Regions from separate parts of the Gasterosteus aculeatus genome. Here region 2 is linked to region 1. Evidence: chromatin contacts called from public Hi-C data. All regions are on one chromosome and are shown on one strand. Each heading gives the region's core, a stretch centred on a gene start, on an enhancer-like site or on the middle of the called end of the contact. The rest is flanking DNA. Distances are from core to core; before and after follow the strand shown. Region 1 holds the start of gli2a (GLI family zinc finger 2a). Region 2 overlaps LOC120834422 (sterile alpha motif domain-containing protein 9).

Region 1 (3,789 bases), core at 928-3,427:
CCCAAACACAATACTAAGAACATATTTATTCAAACATATAGGGGTTAATTGGTGACTCTACATGTGTGAATGTGAGAGTGAATGGCTGTTTGTCTTCATGTCAGCCCTGGGATTGACAGGTGACCCCGTCTCCCGCCGATGTTTCTTCACTCCATTCTTTCGTATTCATCCAATGAAGCAACTTGCCGAGTTGGAAAAAGATACTTTTCACTTTATTGAATGATGAGATGAGAAGGCAGCTATGGAACTTTGTAAGCCACCTGCCAGTGTTCAATCTCACTCCTGTGGTCAGAACAACCTGGAGATGAATGAACTCAAAACTGAGAGGATGACCGTGGACTTCAGGAGAAGACCCCCATCACTGCCCCCCTCACCATACTTAACAGCACTGTCTGCTGTGGAAACCTTCAAGTCTCTCCACAATCTCCAGGGAGCTGAAGTGGGCCTCCAACATCAGGAAGAAGGCCCGGCAGAAGTTGACCTCCTGCACCAGCTCAGGAAGTTTACCCTCCCTCGGGAGCTGCTGGTCCGGTTCTACTTCATCCAGATATCATCCAGTCTGCTCTCTGTCCTTCAGGCTGTGCGTGGTTTGGATCAGGTGTGCAGAGGGGATCACGGCTCCAGCCTGCCCTGCATCCTGGACTTGTACAGAGTCAGGAAACAGGGCAGGAACCATCCCTGCAGACCTTCACACCGTGGACACAACCTGTCTGGACTCCTCCCCTCTCGTAGGCGCTACAGAGCACTTCACGCCAAAACCACCAGACACAAACTCCTTCTACGCTCAGAGCGTCTCTCTGGACAAATAAATCACCTTTTTTGCACTATTACCACCTTTTGCATCTTCATTCATTCCATATTCAATGTCGCTGTTTGTGACACTATATTTACTTTTCAATAGTTATTCATATATCGTATGGTCATAAAAAAACTTTTTTTTTAATGTCTTTTTATTGTGTATATTTCTTGTTATGAAATATACTGTGTCTTTGCATGTAACCAGGGTCAAATTGCATGTATGCACGAGTATACGTGGCGAATAGAGCGGATTCCGATTCCGATTTGGATTATAATAATAATACGTTTTGTTTTGACAGCAGTCCTCCAGGATCCCAAGTACATTGGTATTTAAATATTTATGTGAAACGTGACAGACACACAAAAGAAGTTTTGATGAATTGGAGTGACAGAATGAAGCACTGTGAGACACTTGGACTCTCGATAATCTAATAAGGTTTTTTAGTGTGTTTTAGAACGTTCACACATTTTTCTTTGGGCTCAATAAACAAGTTGAATCAAAGGGCCACTGATGCACCGCTACTTCGTCCCTTTTACGCAGCAAGTCAGCGGATTGACCAAGCAGGACAACCGTAGCTCCCCCGGTGCATGCCGGTCCTACACCTGGCTGTGCGCTTAATTTCCTCCAGGTGCCCACAATATTACCCAAATAATAATCCAACTAATTATTAAAACTACGCACACTTAAATAACGACACAAAATTAAACTTAATTGACCGAAACAGGAAACATTGAATTAAATCAAACCAAAACAATTAAACAATACTACTTAAGAGTAAATAACTAAATACTAACTGTAAATGAAAAGCTCTATCTATCTTGAAATGATAAACGCGTCGTTCACACACAGCGCGCAGCTCATTTTCTCTTTTTCTTTAAAAAAAAAAAAAGACAATTAATACAAAAATAAAAACAGCAAACGAGCATTTAAAACGCCCGTCTAGCAAAGTCGGGCTGACTTTCTATATGGAATCTACATGAATGGCATCATAAATGCTGAATGAAAGGATCCACACCAGAGGAGGACGCATGGGAATAAAGCCTCTGAATCACGGACATCGTTGTGTGTCCCCCGCTGGCTGGAACCATGAGGTCTGGATGTGATGGTTGGTTGTGTTGACGATCTGTCCACCCACTCACACAATCACCGCACAAAAGCAACACAACTCGAGCTGCGCGAGCTCTTTTTTTTTTCCAATGCAACTCTTTGCGTTTCCTTCTGAATCCAATGCGACGGGACTTGTGCGCTAACCTGCGTCAAGAAAGAAGAAAAAACAACCGAACTATGAATGAAACTTTATCTGCAACTGCTGGAAAGAGTTAGCCGGGCCCATCTGGTGCGGCAAATGGCCCAACTCACCAGGGAGCGAGGGGGGGAGTGAGGGAGGGGGGGGGAGATGGTAAAGAGGGGGGAGGAGATAGAGGGTGAGGGGGGAGATTGAAAACAGTTCAGCAGCCTGGAGATCTCCACACCACCGCATGCCTCTGCAACAACTGCCGACTGAAGCCAAACCGCATTTACTCCCAAACTTTCACGCGCAGAGAAAAGAAAGAATCCCGGCAACAAGCCTGGGGCGTGAACGCTTCACGTTAGTTGGCTGAAGCGCGCACAAACACGCGCGTCATGGGAGAAGATGGATTGTAAGAAAAAGTTGAACTCGACTCGCGCACCGAAGCGGCTCCGCGGCGCACAGAGCGAACTTTGAGCGGCTCCAAAACTTCCGCCCGCGACCCGGTTCATGGAGTGCGGAGAGGCTCGTCTGCACGTCGCGCTCCCCCCCGCGGTGCCAGTCCGCTCCTAGTCTACGGGACCCCCCCCCCCCCCCACTCCAGGGCAAAGTTTTCCTCGGACCCCATAAAAGAGCCTGGGGCGGTTGGGAAGTGAAAGCAAGACGCGGCGGAAAGGTAAGCGCACTTTAGCGCGACGCTGACAGCGCCGCTGGGTTTGCGCCGCGGCCCCCTCCCGTGCGCTTGTGTTCACTTGGTGTGTTTGCCAGCGTTTCACCGGGGCTCTCCTCCCCCGTTGCTCTCATGTTCTGTGTCGCCCCGCGTGTCAGCGGCTTCACGTCTCATTTGCACTTTGAACTTATCTGACACAGGAATCCTAGAAATGTTTCGTCCTGCAACTCGATCCATCAAGGGAGGAGATGCGTTCGGGGAGCTCGGCGCCTCCCGCAGAAGCTTTTAATAGTTCTACCAGTGACCGTTCTAATGGTTTTCCACTCAAGTGAACTGAGCGGGATCTCACAATCTAAATCCAATTAAAATAAATATTTTACAACATCTGTTTCCATCATTCCACCTTTCTGTGAATGGAAGAAACTGATAAAACCATTAGGCTCATTACGCATTTCGGAGACCTTTGCTTTCTAATCTCTTAACGCCACAAAGCAAAGAAGCACCGAGCAGGAGTCTCCGCGTGGGGACGTGGGCCCGTGGGCCCGGGACCGGCCTGTGGGAGATGTGTACTTCTTGTTGAAAGATTCAAAGTTGACTGTTTGCTCTGCAGCCTGAGCAGTCAACAAACACTTGACGCCTTTGTGGGGCCCTTAAGCAGCCATATTTGCTGTTGGCTTTTCCTCCATCTAACGGGCGCTGCTAATGATCTCCAAACTCATGTGTGCGCTCTAGTCTCACTTCTGCCGCCGCTTCTTTTGGCCTTTTTCTTAAAGCTTTTCCAAAATAACACAGAGTTGTTTGCAAACATGCTGGACTCCCCTCCTTGGATTTTTTTTTTTAATATTTAAAGAAAAAATCAGTTGTGAAGTTGGAATGTGTTTTCAAAATGATGAGTTAAGATTAAGAAGAATTCATCTTGTTAAAAAAAAGGAATAGTTTGGAAAATGTTTCAAATAATATGCATGTTTTAAACCGGCCGAGACTTTTGTGCATGTGTATTTTCCGCTTCACATGATGACAACCCCGGTCACAGCCGAGCTGATTTGCATGAGAAAAAAAAAGAAAAAGTTTTAGTGCATTTGGCCATTGTGA
Region 2 (3,812 bases), core at 950-3,449, 84 kb after region 1:
GGACAGCTGCACTTTATGGCAGAATCCTGCAAGATGATCAGGATCCTTTTCATTCCCACCATTGAAGGAAGACAACTGCTTTTTCTTTGGGTCAGAAAGATGTTTTACTTGTTCCGGCTGCCAAAGGAAGGGAGAGAGACAGAGAGAGTAGAGAGAACTTTTATTTTCCTGCAACAAAGGCCTTAGTCGGACCGGCCGTGAGCTGGGATCAGTTAGACAGCTCTGATGCGCTCTCTGCAGGGAGGAAGGAGTGCGTCAAAATCACTTCCACCCTCACAGGCCACATGATGTACAACATACATGACGCGCTTGTAATTACAGCCAGTGAAATGATCTTTTACTGAACTTTCTCCCAAGCCTTAAAGAACGTTCTACACATGATTAATAACCGTCAGCTCTTGTTTGTTGACAATAGGTCAATAATCAGGAGTGAACAGTGAAGGTTGGAGAAAACTATATATATATATATATATATATATATATATATATATATATAAAGCGGTTTGACAATGGATGGATATATATATATAGTATATAGTTTATAACAAAGAGAACTAAGAAAACTACCCTGGTGGGTTTATCTCTCACGCGAGCCCACGTGTGGCTACTGGATGGGGGTCCGGTCACGTTCATTCACCACGTGTTAAACAGCTAAATCTTTGTGTGTGTGATTTCAAATAATAAAACCGAGGTAGAAAGACTCAAAGCAAAGTAAATGGTAGCTGAGGCAGTGAGACACGATACCTGTTGCTTCATCACACAGACACACGACTGGCAGACTGAAATGTGCAATGAGCGGCTGTGTGCTTTTAACAGATCGACTTCCAGCGATCTGTGTCTCTCCACGTGATCAAAACCTACTCTGAGCAACAGCATGCAACGCAAAACACAGCAGCTAAGTTCCTTGCATACGCAGCCCTTTGTTCGTACCTGCTCACAGCGAGCGCACTTGGACGGAAGGCTGGAGAGTCGGTTGTCTGATTCACACCGACGCAGCCGGACCAGGATCATTTGCAGGACGGCGCTGGTTCTTCTGAGCTCATGTCAGAGCACAGGACCCCTGGGGTGTCCATGCCCTCGTCCAATGAGACCTCGCTACCGAGTTTCACCAGGAGGCAGAAATCACAATCTCAATACTGTCTGACAGTCGGCTCCATTTCTTCTAAAAGTTGCTAGTTTTTATTGAGCCAGGAACACCAATGTGGGAGTCAGTAAAACTAGGGTTGTAGTTTGTGTGTTATTCGATATTAGTTATTACATTAGCATGTTAGATGAAATACTTGCAATATGAATCAAACATATGTAAGTCATACAATTACTGCACACATTAACATCCTGCCACGATGTAACATTAAGACCTGGGGCCGGATTCTAATTGCCGTCTTTTATGGATTTCTTCCAATTTTCTCCCCAAAGAGGGTTTATTGGGAGTTTTTTCTCCTGTCAGGTGGTGAATGAGCAAAGGATGTACAGCCCTGCGAGGCAAACATTCTGATTTTGCAACATAGAGAAGTGAGTTAAACACAATATGTGATGATTTAAGATGTGTGATGCTTTGGAGCCACAGCTGAATGATACAGCAACATGATCGCTTTAATGAAGATGTATTATCTCACCTGTCTGTGACACGGATGTGCAGGTAAATCTAGTTTCCGCACATTTGGACCATGTTGACCCTCTACACCAGAGGTGCAGGTTTCAGGTTGTGCTTGCAGAATGTAGCAATTCAGGACCCTCAGGTGGTCAACCTTCGTCTTTCTCTGAGCGCTGAAATTGCATCCCGGTCTTCTCATGAATCTTTACCTGTTTGGTATCCAAAGCGGCCTTTAACTCCACCATGCTGAAGGAAGGACACACAATCCATGGAATGACCTTTTGACCCACAGAATTGCTTTTGTAAATCTGCCAAACTACTACTACGTACTACTACGCAGCATATGACACAGCATGAGCCACTAATAATACTTATGATAATACCTGTCCTATGTTGGATGGAACTCAATGTGTCAAAACATTTGATAAATGAACAGATGCTAATGATTTGTTGTTGTTGATATGCTATCTCCCATCGAATGACCACTTAGCACCTTGTACAGAAGTTTGTCACTTGTTGAGCCATCTGCCGCTCTGACACCAATGAGACACGGACTACGCTTGTCTCCTGAGGGGGGAGACGCTGCGCTCACAGAGGCCAGAAAGCAGCATACATATTCAGGACCAGGCTCCACACCGCGCTAGTCATCCCGACCCACATGGCAACGCAGCAGCTGCATTAACCCAGCAGGAGCTTTAACAGCCTTGCCTCTGTCCATAAAACCAACAGCGTGAGGAACAGGAAATGCCCTGATGTGCATTCAAACCTCAGATGACACAAAGTCAGACTGTCCATCAAACAGGGAGGTGGGAGATCTTCTGGTTGGTGACCCTGGGACGCCATCGCCTGCCATGGGGATGCACCATTCTCATCCTCCATCCTCAAGTTCACGTTTAACCATCTGTCTCTTGTCGCTATGCACTCTAAATGAGGCCATTTTAGGATGTATTGGTATTCAGTGAGCTGCTTTTTGCATCTCAGCCTTTGGTCTTAACAGGTTGGTTTTCAGGACATCACACTACTGGGTCGTAAGTCATACTCTATACAGTATATAAATGAGTTGCATAAGAATACGGTTTTCTCTTTTAAGTCAGGGTTTCATTGCATACTACAGTGGGACAGAATATAAATGATGTTTAGTTTTTTATGCTGGTTATTGGTCTCTAGGAATCTATTGTTTTGTTTAAGTTGTATGTTGGGCAATTACACTCTGTAAGTGGGTTTTATCATCTCTGGCGTTGTGGCGCCCTCCTGTGTGTGATACAGGTAATGTGAATCTATATTGTGTTTCTATAACCACATTAGTAGCTGAGGCAGGTAAACTAAATCCCTTGGAGAGATGCCCGACAGTCCACCATGAGTGTTGACTGGATAGCAAGAGCTTGAGCACATAGTGCAGTAGAATTTAAAATGTCATACATGGTCATGTTGTAGTTCATCTTTATTAAAAAGGTAATGCAAAAATTAATGTCATTCTTTTTCATGGTATGCAAAATAATTGCTATACATCAATCAAAATCAAGTTTACAATTAAAACACACAATCTACCCCCAAAAATTACATTTCGTTATTGTATTGAAAAAAAGATGAATTAATTACAAGCGTTGTTTTTGTGTAAGTAAAACATTTTGCAAAAGTTTTCTTTTAAGTTAATTATCAATAATCAAATATCAAACAAACACACAAATATACTACAGGTAAAACATTGCAAATTCCTAATTTGACTAAAGTAAAACATACCTTTCAAAAGTATTTCATTGAATATTAAGCTGCTGTACACATTCATCCAATGAATAAAGAACAGTAGTTAATATATATGTGAAGAAAAAGAAAAAACATAGAGCATTCCTGTTGTGTCAGCAAATGGTGCTAACGGTGCTAACAGTGCTATTGTTGCTAGCAGTGAAAACGGCGGCAATATTGCTGAGACTTCTTTGCTCAGATAGACATTATTCCTCTGTATCCTTACATAGATAAAGGTTGTTTGCTGCTATCAATGCTCTGAATCGTGTATCATACACCTTTTATAAAATTAATCATATTTACATTTAATCAACATACACTACAGGGTTACAGTACAAATACACAATATTTAAGATGTTAGCTTTTAATGCATTACTTAACAAATGTGTCCCTTACAAAAGAGTGAAACTAATGTAATGTGCAGAGCCAGGGATGCACAAAAAAACATAATATTGTGTTACATTCATTAATATTG

What was found. A called contact is a pair of places that touch in the nucleus more often than the background predicts.
Region 2: a contact with region 1 is called in a Hi-C map of liver, with 4 times the contacts expected there. The contact joins the enhancer-like site here to the promoter of gli2a in region 1. A contact is called at or near these places in 5 of 6 Hi-C or Micro-C datasets (liver, skeletal muscle, tail fin and 1 more).

The regions. Positions count from the first base shown.
Region 1 is chr16:1,928,595-1,932,383 of fGasAcu3.hap1.1, forward strand. gli2a (GLI family zinc finger 2a) reads left to right here and starts at 2,178. Exons shown (of 14, transcript XM_040201991.2): 1 at 2,178-2,703.
Region 2 is chr16:2,012,487-2,016,298 of fGasAcu3.hap1.1, forward strand. It overlaps LOC120834422 (sterile alpha motif domain-containing protein 9), which reads right to left. Exons shown (of 4, transcript XM_078090663.1): 4 at 3,018-3,812. Among protein-coding and RNA genes, the nearest start is that of LOC120834422, 9.6 kb to the right of the region's middle. Within about 2 kb of position 2,200, at least 3 of the 9 cell types and tissues checked have open chromatin away from gene starts, as enhancers often do.